Linked DNA regions of Mus musculus: region 2 is linked to region 1. Evidence: chromatin contacts called from public Hi-C data. All regions are on one chromosome and are shown on one strand. Each heading gives the region's core, a stretch centred on a gene start, on an enhancer-like site or on the middle of the called end of the contact. The rest is flanking DNA. Distances are from core to core; before and after follow the strand shown.

The links. A called contact is a pair of places that touch in the nucleus more often than the background predicts.
Region 2: a contact with region 1 is called in a Hi-C map of the G1E-ER4 cell line, with 3 times the contacts expected there. The contact joins two enhancer-like sites. A contact is called at or near these places in 6 of 15 datasets of contacts at CTCF or cohesin (the G1E-ER4 cell line, the NIH/3T3 cell line, embryonic stem cells and 3 more), 230 of 484 Hi-C or Micro-C datasets (the AML12 cell line, the AtT-20 cell line, B cells and 125 more), 18 of 115 datasets of contacts at active chromatin or transcription factors (the HPC-7 cell line, the NIH/3T3 cell line, astrocytes and 11 more) and 4 of 9 other capture datasets (adipose tissue, embryonic stem cells, liver and 1 more).

The regions. Positions count from the first base shown.
Region 1 is chr7:120,930,798-120,935,869 of GRCm38.p6, reverse strand. It overlaps Polr3e (polymerase (RNA) III (DNA directed) polypeptide E), which reads right to left. Exons shown (of 21, transcript NM_025298.4): 7 at 4,884-4,991; 8 at 4,560-4,609; 9 at 3,617-3,736; 10 at 2,478-2,563; 11 at 2,140-2,184; 12 at 1,946-2,037; 13 at 977-1,097. Among named protein-coding and RNA genes, the nearest start is that of Polr3e, 16 kb to the right of the region's middle. Within about 2 kb of position 1,974, at least 26 of the 459 cell types and tissues checked have an H3K27ac peak or open chromatin away from gene starts, as enhancers often do. A contact at or near this core is called in the G1E-ER4 cell line, where this site is marked.
Region 2 is chr7:121,107,992-121,113,166 of GRCm38.p6, reverse strand. Otoa (otoancorin) reads right to left here. Exons shown (of 29, transcript NM_139310.2): 10 at 2,095-2,195. Among named protein-coding and RNA genes, the nearest start is that of Otoa, 27 kb to the right of the region's middle. Within about 2 kb of position 1,671, at least 7 of the 459 cell types and tissues checked have an H3K27ac peak or open chromatin away from gene starts, as enhancers often do. A contact at or near this core is called in the G1E-ER4 cell line, where this site is marked.

The sequences.
Region 1 (5,072 bases), core at 725-3,224:
GAAAGCCAGGACAAAGAGAAAGGCTTCAAAGCAACCAGAGGAGGACAAAGATCAAAGCACAAGGATCAGGTTCACAGTGGGCTTTCAGTAACAACTGACGTCATAACACAGAGTGCGGCTGGGGAGACAGCTCACAGGATGAAGCACTTGCTGCCCAAGGGTGAGGACCACAGTAGGACAGCTCAGCAGTCCAGAGCACGCACTGCTCTAGCAGAGGACCCGAGTCTGTCTCCCAGTCCCCACTCCAGAGGGACCTGACTCCTCTGGCCTCCACGGGCACCTATACTCACCTACAACTACCCACAGACATATACTCAAAACTCATGCAGCCACCTGTAATCCCTAGATACCCACAGCAAACTGGCCAGCTAAACTAATGAAGATGGGGGAAAACTCCAGGTTCAGGGAGAAATCCTGCGTAAAGGAGAAAGCAACCAAGAAAGACACTTGACCTCAACACTGGGCCTCAACACACATATTCCTATACATTTATGTAAAGCGCACACACAGAAAATACATCAATGCATGAAGAAAGAACTATCACTAACTTAAAAGCTGAGGAAAGCTATTACTGCAGACCTGTATTAAATACTATAGCACTCTTTGGGAAGATTGAAATGATTCCTGATGGGAATTCAGATGTACACTGGAATAAAAATACAATACAAAAGGCAGACATGTGAGTAAGCCTAAGAACACTGGCTGCATAAAGTCTTGTGGGCCTGAAAATATAGACACGATTAAAATATACATGTGGGAGGTGAACAGCTAAAATAGTCTAAGATTTTGAGCTGTCTTGGAAGAAAGTAAAAAGCAATTGACATGCAGCAGAGCATGCCAAAACTGTAGGGAACCAATAAAGAGTTAAGAGACTAACTCCCAAATTTGTATAAAAAAATGGAAGAGTCCTGGAAGAGGTAAAACGCAACTAGGCAGAACACCAACAGCATTCCATTCAGACTCCCAAGCAGCTTACCTCTTTACCACCCAGTTTCCTTGGACTAACATCGCCACCTTCTGGATGCCACGTAGAACAGCCACAGAGTCCACAGAGGGGCCCAGGAGGCTCATGAGATTAGCGAAGGGCATGACTTTCACTGAGGTGGAAAGACAAAAGACACAACTCACTAGGTAAAGTGCGAGACCTGACCCTTCTCTCTTCCCCAGCAAATGTTTCTAGAGCATTAAGATCCCAGGCCCTGCAACTCCTAGTAACGTGAATAACTGCAATGGCACCAGCAGTCACCACAGCAGTGGCCGAACGTTATGGCCTGGCCTCTTGCCTTCCACAGAACAAATGTCAGGATCTATGTGGAAATCTAAGGAGTACAGAAGATTCTGTCACTATTAGACCCAGAAAGAGTTGAACCCCACCACCACCACCACCACATTCCAGCTGGTTGGAAAAAGCAGAGACAGGATTTGAACCCAGGTCACTTGTAATGCCTCTGGAACTCAGGGCAAAACCTGGAAAAAGCCCAGAGTCCAGAGTCCTCTATAGAAGCCTGGAGAGGCAGGGAGCCCCTAGTTGTATCCAGGCCTAAAGACTTCTTAGAGGAGCCTAGAGTTTGGAACTCAGCCCCCAAAAGTTCTGCACCTCCACCTGAGAAAAAAAGGAGCAAGTCCTTATTGAGTAGAGGCCTGTAAGGCACTAAGACAGAGTCCTACCTGACATCCCTTGTAAAACTGTACTTGGCCCCATCAGTGTCCAGGAACCCACACTATTCTCTTAAAGACAGACCAAAGCTCAAATTGACCTGCCCAGGCTCCTGCAGCAGGGAGCTGGCCAGAACAGCTCAACAGCCCGTCTTAAAGACCAGTGCCACTGGGTGACTCGACACAGTGGTGCATTACTGATCTGCCCAGACAAGAATGGAGCTGCCAAACTGGACAGTCTCTGGGGAGCAGAGGGGCTTTGGCCCTGGAGGCAGAGAGCAGAGCTCACCGTTCTTCATCAGGACCTTAATCTGATCAGCCAGAGGCAATGTACGCAGCTGGGCCATAGATAAGACATTGCTGGGAGCCACAGGCTTGTCCCTGTTAGAAGCAGAGTTGAGTTAGGAGGCAGTGGGAGGCAGTGGGAGACAGTGGGAGGCAGTGGGAGGCAGTGGAGGGTGGACACAAGAGCCCCTTACTCACTTCTCCTCCTCTGGGCTGGGCGGCATGAGCATCATGAGGTATTCACTGTAAGGAGAGGGAGGGGCTCTGTGGACTCTGCCTCACCCACGAATGTGAGCACAGACCACAGCCAGGTTGAACCCTGGGGTGGTGTAAGCAAATACCCATCCCCCCCATCCCCAGTAGTCCTAGTAGCTCCTGGACAAGCCTCACAGAACATGAGGCTCATCTATGCCAGGCCACCCTCCTGGGACTTCTCTAGGAACAGTGTCCCCACTTCAGCCTGCCTACAAAAAAAAGGGGCCACAGTCCCAACAGATTGTTTTCCAGAACCTCTAGCCAGCACCAGTTAGTCCCACCTGGGTGACTTGACGAGCTCCGTGTTCTCTACCCCGCTGGATCCCTGACACAGCAGGTACTGGCGCTCATGCTCTGAGCGGCTGTCCTGTGAAGAGAGGGCAGGGCAGATCACCTCCCGCTCCAGCCACTACCCTGCTCCAAGGCTCTCCACAGACCCATATGTAGCCTCCTGAGCACAACACCCACAAATCCTCTGCAATGTGGTCTCAACCACCCACCCACCCTGGCTTTGGGATCCCAGCCCTCGTATTCCATCTACAGTGCAGAAACCCCAGCAAGAACTAAAACCAAGCTAGCCTTCACCAAGCACCCACCATGTGTCAGGCTCTGTACCAATGCTCATTAACACACTAACGGTACAAGGGCTCTAACTATCCCTGTTTCACAGAGAAGGAAACTGAGACTAAGAAAGAAAAGGCAGCTGGGCGTGGTGGCGCACGCCTTTAATCCCAGCATTTGGGAGGCAGAGGCAGGTGGATTTCTGAGTTCGAGGCCAGCCTGGTCTACAGAGTGAGTTCCAGGACAGACAGGGCTACACAGAGAAACCCTGTCTCGAAAAACAAAGGAAGAAAATGCATTTTCCCAAGGTCACACAGGGAGAAACTATAGGGTAGCTGCAAGTCTGACCCTGAACCTAAGGCTCTCCTGATGCTAATCTTTTCCTGGAAGGTTCTGGTTGGTCCTTCCCCCAAAGATCAGGAAGCCAATGTTCAATTGTTTTCTTTACTGAGTATAGCATCAGATAATAGGTTGCAAAGCCCTGGAACCCAAATATATTCAAACTCACCCTGGATAGGTGGGCAGTAGCCAGAGTATGTGACAGACAGTAGATTCTCCAGTGGGACCCCAGATGACGTGTCTAGCTTGCAGTCACCATCCAGGGTACATCAAAAACCCTAACCAAATGCCACCCCTACTGTACCTACAGCTTAGGGGGCTAAACCTCTAACTGGAACAGGAGCTCTCTGCTTCCCACTCTTTATGACACCTGCTAAGTGAGATATGGCAAGATGCAAACTGCTCACACACGTGATGCTCTCTAGGGTATAGCAAAGTGGCCATAGACAGGGTGAGCTAGAAGTGAGATAAGCGGCTCTTGGGCATCAGGGCTCTTCCCCCAGATCCTGCGCTGTCTCACCCTCATGCCATAGTAGTGCAGGTGGACCCAGGGTTCTTCTGCATGCTTCTTCTGCAAGAACTCATAGGACTGCACGCGGCGCTGGCGAGCCTGCTCGGACTCTGGCCTGGAGAACCGTACCTGTGAAGAAGGGAGAGGTCACACCCCCACATCTGTGGCCCCCAAAGATCTTACCAAACCATTGAACCCCCTCCCACTTTGCTTTTGGAATTCAGCCTCTGGGATACTAATGCAAACTGGTATTTTCTTGCTTCTGTCTGCCCTGGCCAAGGCTTTCCAGCTGGGCCACATGGGTGCCAACACATATCTTTTCAGATGAAGGCATTTACCCACGAAGGTACAGGAGGTTTTAACGGCTAGCCAACCCACTGCTGAGAACAGGACAACCTCTGAAGCCTGAGCTCTGTTACATCACTTCAGGAGAGGACGGTCTACCAGGGTGTGCAAACTCTATAGGCATTTCTGTGCCAGCTGTGACATTACTGCGCAGCATTTTCTTTCAATGGTTATTGCAAACTACATATACATAAATAGGAGGGACTTCATGCATCCTGAGTGGAAGACTAATATTCTATCTAAATCTTCCAAAGTCAAACTTGTTGGTAAGGTAACCACTATTTAAATATGCAGAATCACAAAGGTAATTAACATGAGATTTTTTTGAGCCTCTGTGACTTCACTGGGGATCCTGGGCTGTACCTTCCTGTTTCCAGGCAATTCTGGCCACACCCCAGGATCCCAGCAACTATACAGAACCAGGCTATCCCAGTTTCAACAGATGGGCGGGGGTAGTTATTTCCTCCAGGCAGCAGACTGGGGAGCAGGGAGGGGGTCAACAATACTGTGCATCTGTTACTCCCACAGATGGGGAAGTCCTTTCTGCTAGCTCGGACCCTGCTTTTTCCATACATGCTGCTCCCTCCTGCCCAGGGCCAGAGCTCACCGTGATCTGCTTAACGTCTTCTTCTGCCTCGTCCTGAGAAGAATCCCCTGCTGCAAAGCAAGCTGTCAGTACAGTCTCTACTGGGACTGCTCATTCTGCCCCAACATAACCCTCCCTCAAGAGCGCCAAGCAAGGGGCCCTGCTCTCAACTGGAGCAGTTTAATCCTCAGGTGATGTCTGGCCATCTGTGGGGACATTTTTTGGTTGTCCCAGATGTGGTATTTAGTAGGCAAGGGCCTGGCATGTCAGTAAGAATCCCACCACCTGATCTCTGTCAAGTGCTCACGTGAGCTCATTCAGACCACAGGCTGTCAGCAGGCTCACCCTCATTGGCTGCCTCCCTCTCTCGGTGCTTGGCATCTGCCTTATCAAGGTAGGAGAAGCTGGGCCGAAGCTGTAGGATGCCATGTAAAGGTGTCAGGTGGAGCTCACCTGGCAAAAGAAGAAGGGTTTGAACATGCCGCTACAACCCAAAGCCGACATACCCAACTTGCTCAAAGGAAACACCAAGTC
Region 2 (5,175 bases), core at 422-2,921, 180 kb before region 1:
CCTAACTATGACACCTCCCAAGTGCTAGGATTAAAGGCATGTCCCACAAGCCTGGATTGAAGGTTCCCCCTTGTCTATATCTTCATCAGCATTTGGAGTAGGGAGATCTGGGGAAGGAATTGAAGTTGCATACTACCAGGCTGGACAGGAAGAACACGCATGTATTCTCTTTGCAAAATATAAAATGTAGCATATATCTTCCACATTGTACTAAGTGTACTGTTCAGACTCGATATTCGTGCTCCATTTTGCCTACATGTCCAAGGGTATCACGCTGACATCTTAAATGACAATAGGGCTCGCTATGGTTTTACTCCTTATTTCTAATGGATTTATCATTCTATGTGGTGGTGTGCTCTAATTCTGTATTCCAAAAAAATGCTCAATGGACTGGGGAAACAGCTCAGGGGCCAAAGTCCAAACCTAAGGGAAAGGACTTGGATCCCCAGAAGCCACATAAAGAGTCAGACAGGAGTGGCAGCCCCTGTATTCCAGCACTACGGAGGTAGAGGCAAGATATTCGTGGGCCAAGCTGGTTAGCTATACTAGCCAGAATGGATGGGCTCTGGGTTCTGCTAGAGATCCTGCCCAAATAACAAAGGGGAGAGCAGGGGCTGAAGAGGACATTCAGCAGTTGAGAGCACTCGCTGTTCTTCCAGAGGATCCAGGTTCGATTCCCAGCACCCACATAGGGGCTCACAACCATCTATAACTTCACTTCCAGGGGATTCTAGCTCTCTTCTGGCCTCCATGAGCTCCAGCCATTGCAAGTGGTACATAGACATGCATGCAGGCAAAACATCCACACACATAAAAATAACAAAGTAATAATTAAAAAAAAATAAGTGGAAAGCATTCGAGGAAGACAGCTGGCATTGACCTTGGGCCTACACACACTATTGCACACATATGCAAATATAGTTGCACACATGTGCATACACACACATACCCCACATGGGAAAGAAGGTGATCCTAAGATCCTCCCTTGAGGATTTACCTTTGATCATTTATGAATCCATCCCCTCTGTATTTGTAGATCATGAGAAGTTGTCCACACGTGCCTGGTCTTAGAAATGCCCCAATTTCTAAAGACTGAAAGGTTGTAAAACAGCAAAGACATGGGAGGTGTTCCTAGCCTCCTAGATAAAAGAGGGGAACTGGGGCTGGCCAGATGGTTTAGCAGATAAAGGTGCTTATCATGCAAGCTTCAATTCAATCTCTTGAACACGTCTTAGAAGAGAAAAAAAACAACTCCTGAAAGCTGTACTCTGGCCCTCAGATAGGCACCATGGCAACTGCACACTCACGTATGTACATCATGCATATATGACACAAGAGGAGCCAAGTCTTGCCTTGTGTTTTATAACAATCATGCACTGTTGGGAGGACAGCTCTGTGAAGAAGGCCATCACATGATGCAGGACAAGGACAAGGCGAATGGGCTTTTTGCTATTGTTTGTGTTGTAATGGAGCCCAGCTCTTTAGGAACCTCTGTTGCAGCGTTCTTCAGAGGCTACATTTCAAAGTCACAATGCCCAAAGGATCTTAAGGTCACTGGGTCAACATCAGAAGGAAAGAGACAAATCAACGGGTGGGTTAAGCCACATGAGCCACATACACTTCTCCACTGTAAACTCCAAGCTCAGATCCAATCATTACTCATGTTGAAGTAGCTATTAATAGAAGTCACTATTTATAGAAGCAGCCATTAATCCATGCTACTTTGGCTTGAGTGCAGGCACTGGAAACTCGATAGCTTTTGTCCTTGGCTTTTCTAGAACACACACACATACACACACACAAAATCCCTTTACATGAGTCTTGGGTCATAGCCAGTGTTCCCTTCCTATCATGTCCGCCATGTCAATGCCCTCAATTCTTTTTTCTTCTTATCTCTTCTGTTCTAGAATATAACCCCACCATTGACTCCTTGAGACTTTGTTCCTAGAGTTTTGTCTAAAAGGTAGAGATATATCTGGCTAAGGTATACAGTTCCCAGGACACCTTGGCTTAGCAAACACTGGAAATTTAGAGCATATGTCACTCAAGGTATATTAGCAATAAGGACATAAAAATATACTTTTTCCAACTTACTTCTATAGGGCTAATGTTCATAATTTCTTCAAACGATAGGTGAACCATGTATCTGCCCAAAATCCATAACTTTTCTGCACTGACCCATGAAACTGAGCCATCTACAAAGAGAGAGAGAAAGAAAGAATAAATAAACACACAAATAACAGCTTCTAAGTGGGGAGGGGGTGCAGCTGGTGACGCACTGGCCATACAAGCGTGAGCACCTGAGTTTGATGCCACAGAGCCCACATTGAAAAGAAAAAAAAAAAAAACAGGCAGGATGGCCTGGCTTTAATTCCGTATAATCCCAGCACTGGGGAGGTAAAACTGGGAAGATTCCTGGGCCTTGCTGGCCAGACATCCTAACCAAATTAGTGTGCTCCAGGTTCAATGAAAGATTTTGTCTCCAAAAACAGCTGGAAGAGCTGGCAGCGCGCGAGCATGCACACATACACACACATACACTTAAATAAACAAATAGGGTGGGAAGCAATTGAGGGAGCCTCCCAGCACTGACTTTGGCCTCCACATACACACACTTGGTATGTGGTGATCCAAGACATCTTTGGTGTCAGGACTCTGTGGCATTCCCTAATTTATTCAGCTACCATCTACTGAGTCCAACCTGTGAGACCCCAAAGACACACAGGCCACAGCCACAGATATGAGCCTTGCTACCTGACGGTGTGGCCCGTAGATCAACATCATCATACCTGGAACTTGTTAGGCACTCGGATGATGTTTCAATAATTGAGACCCAAAAACATAGTGATTTGAGTTCAGTTCTTTTTTTTTTTTAAAGATTTATTTATTTATCATATGTGAGTACAGTGTAGCTGTCTTTTAGACACACCAGAAGAGGGCGTCAGATCCCATTATGGAGAGTTGTGAGCCACCATGTGGTTGCTGGGATTTGAACTCAGGACCTTTGGGAGAGCAGTCAGTGCTCTTACCTGCTGAGCCATCTCTCCAGCCCTTGAGTTCAGTTCTTTAGTCAATAATCTGACAGTGTGAGGTATGTTTGCCTCTCTTATTACTTCTTCATTTTAATCCAGTTAATAATCCTGACTTAGCAGGCTGTCATCCTTAGTCCCACAATGTACTATATTTGAATGATACCAAGCTTGCCTGCATGGACCCCAAGTTCCTGGAATCTCTGTTTGCTTGGAATGTCTTTCCTTAATTTCTGTCTACCTTCTAATTATTTTTTCTTCCTTGAAGCCTTTTGGAGTGTGTGTGTGTGTGTTTAAGCGAAACTTCCCATTTCCCATGTGATATCCAACTTCTTGTTGTTGTTGTTGTTGTTGTCTTGTGTATTGTTTGCTTGTTTGCTTTTTTGAAATAATCTCTCACTTCCCTAGCATCCACTGGCTAGACTCTGGTTCTTGGGAATGTCTCTCCCTCCAGCCCCAGCACTGAGATTATAAACAAACACCACTATGCCTGACTTTTTGCATGAGCTCTGGGGATTGAACTCAGGTCTTCATAAGTTGCCTTCCAAGCACTTTACCAACTGAGCTCTCTCCCCAGCCCCTCAGTTCTGCTTTTGCTTTTGTTGTTTTGTTTTGTTTTGTTTTGTTTTGTTTTGTTTTGTTTTTAGTGATGCTAGGGGTTGAATCCAAGGCTTCACACAGGCCAGGCTGGGGCTCAGCCACTACAAAGCTCTCCACCCTATTTCCCCTTAGTTATAAGGTCTAACTCAGTTGCCCTGGCCGGTCTTGAACTTGCTACCCTTGTGCTGAGCCTCCCATATAGCTAGAGTTGTGCTGTCAAACCCAGCTTCAGTTGTACTTTGTCTCCTTAGCTGGAAATAATCTCTTTCTCTTGGCAATTTCCAAAGAAGTCTTTGTGTCAATGTGCTCTGGCATCTGAAATCCCACACCTGTGACATATCAATAGGACTTTCAGAACAATCACAGCCAGGGTCCAACGTCAAGTTTCAATGAACTGGAATTGGTGGAAGCTGCCCTGCCCCCAGGCCTTTGGTACAGATCTTTGCACACAGGGTTGTATTGGTGGCATTTGGGGAAAAGGAAGAAGTGATACCATATAAATCTGTCACCAAGAACTGCTTAGGAGCTGTGGACATTGGCAGGGTCTGGATAAGATGCACACATCAACATTTTCATGGGCTGATGCACAAAACAAAACAAAACAAATAGACAAACAAAACCCTGTTATCTCCTCAAGCTAGGGAGTTAGACAGGTGGGGTTTGGATGACTCTGTTGGTAAAGTACTGCCTCAAAGATACAAGGACCCAAGTTTGGATCTGTAGCACCCACAGAAGCATACGTCTGTAACCCAACAATCCAGTGGTAACAGTGAGGATGTAAATGGATCCCTTACTTCCTCATTGGCCAACGTGTTCATTGGCTAGTCAATTCAGCCAATCAGTGAGCTCCAGGTTTAGTGAGAGCCCCTGTCTACAATAATAAAGAGGAAAGTAGTTGAGGAAGACATCTGATGTCTACTACCTCTGGCCATCACACCCGTGCACACACATACACACACACACACACATCACACACACACTTTTTAACAGAAGTGTGTAGATGTCGCTGTTGACATCTGGAATGGCCGTTGAAGGGAAGTGTGGCCGCAAGGGCCACTACATTCACCAAGACCCAAGCTGAATTGGCCTTACCCCAGCCAATTACAAAGCAGGAGCTGCAGTTCTACAGAACCATGATCCCTCCGCATGCAGTATTTTAATAATCAAAGTTCAGCCCATAAACTCTGGGGAGTTCACGGACTAAAAGAATATAGGGCCCTAACAGAATGAGCTTGAATTCGGTGTAATTTAATAATGAAACTTTCCACACATTGGGATTCTAGAAGGAAAATTGATTGCCAACTAAACTGACAATAAAGGCCTGAGTAAGCCTCCTCAGGGTTCTGTGGTGTGAGGCTCAGGCTACCAGAAGCCATGACTGGAGCCAGGCCGAGGGAATTCACCCACGTGCTTAAGACATTGGTTATGTGTTGTTTAAAGTTGTTCCCATGGGAGTCTCAGAGATTGATTCCAGGAAAGGACTGGCCGACACATCCTGTGTCCCTGCCCTGCTGGCTTCCTCTGTGTCCTCCCAAGACAATGAATT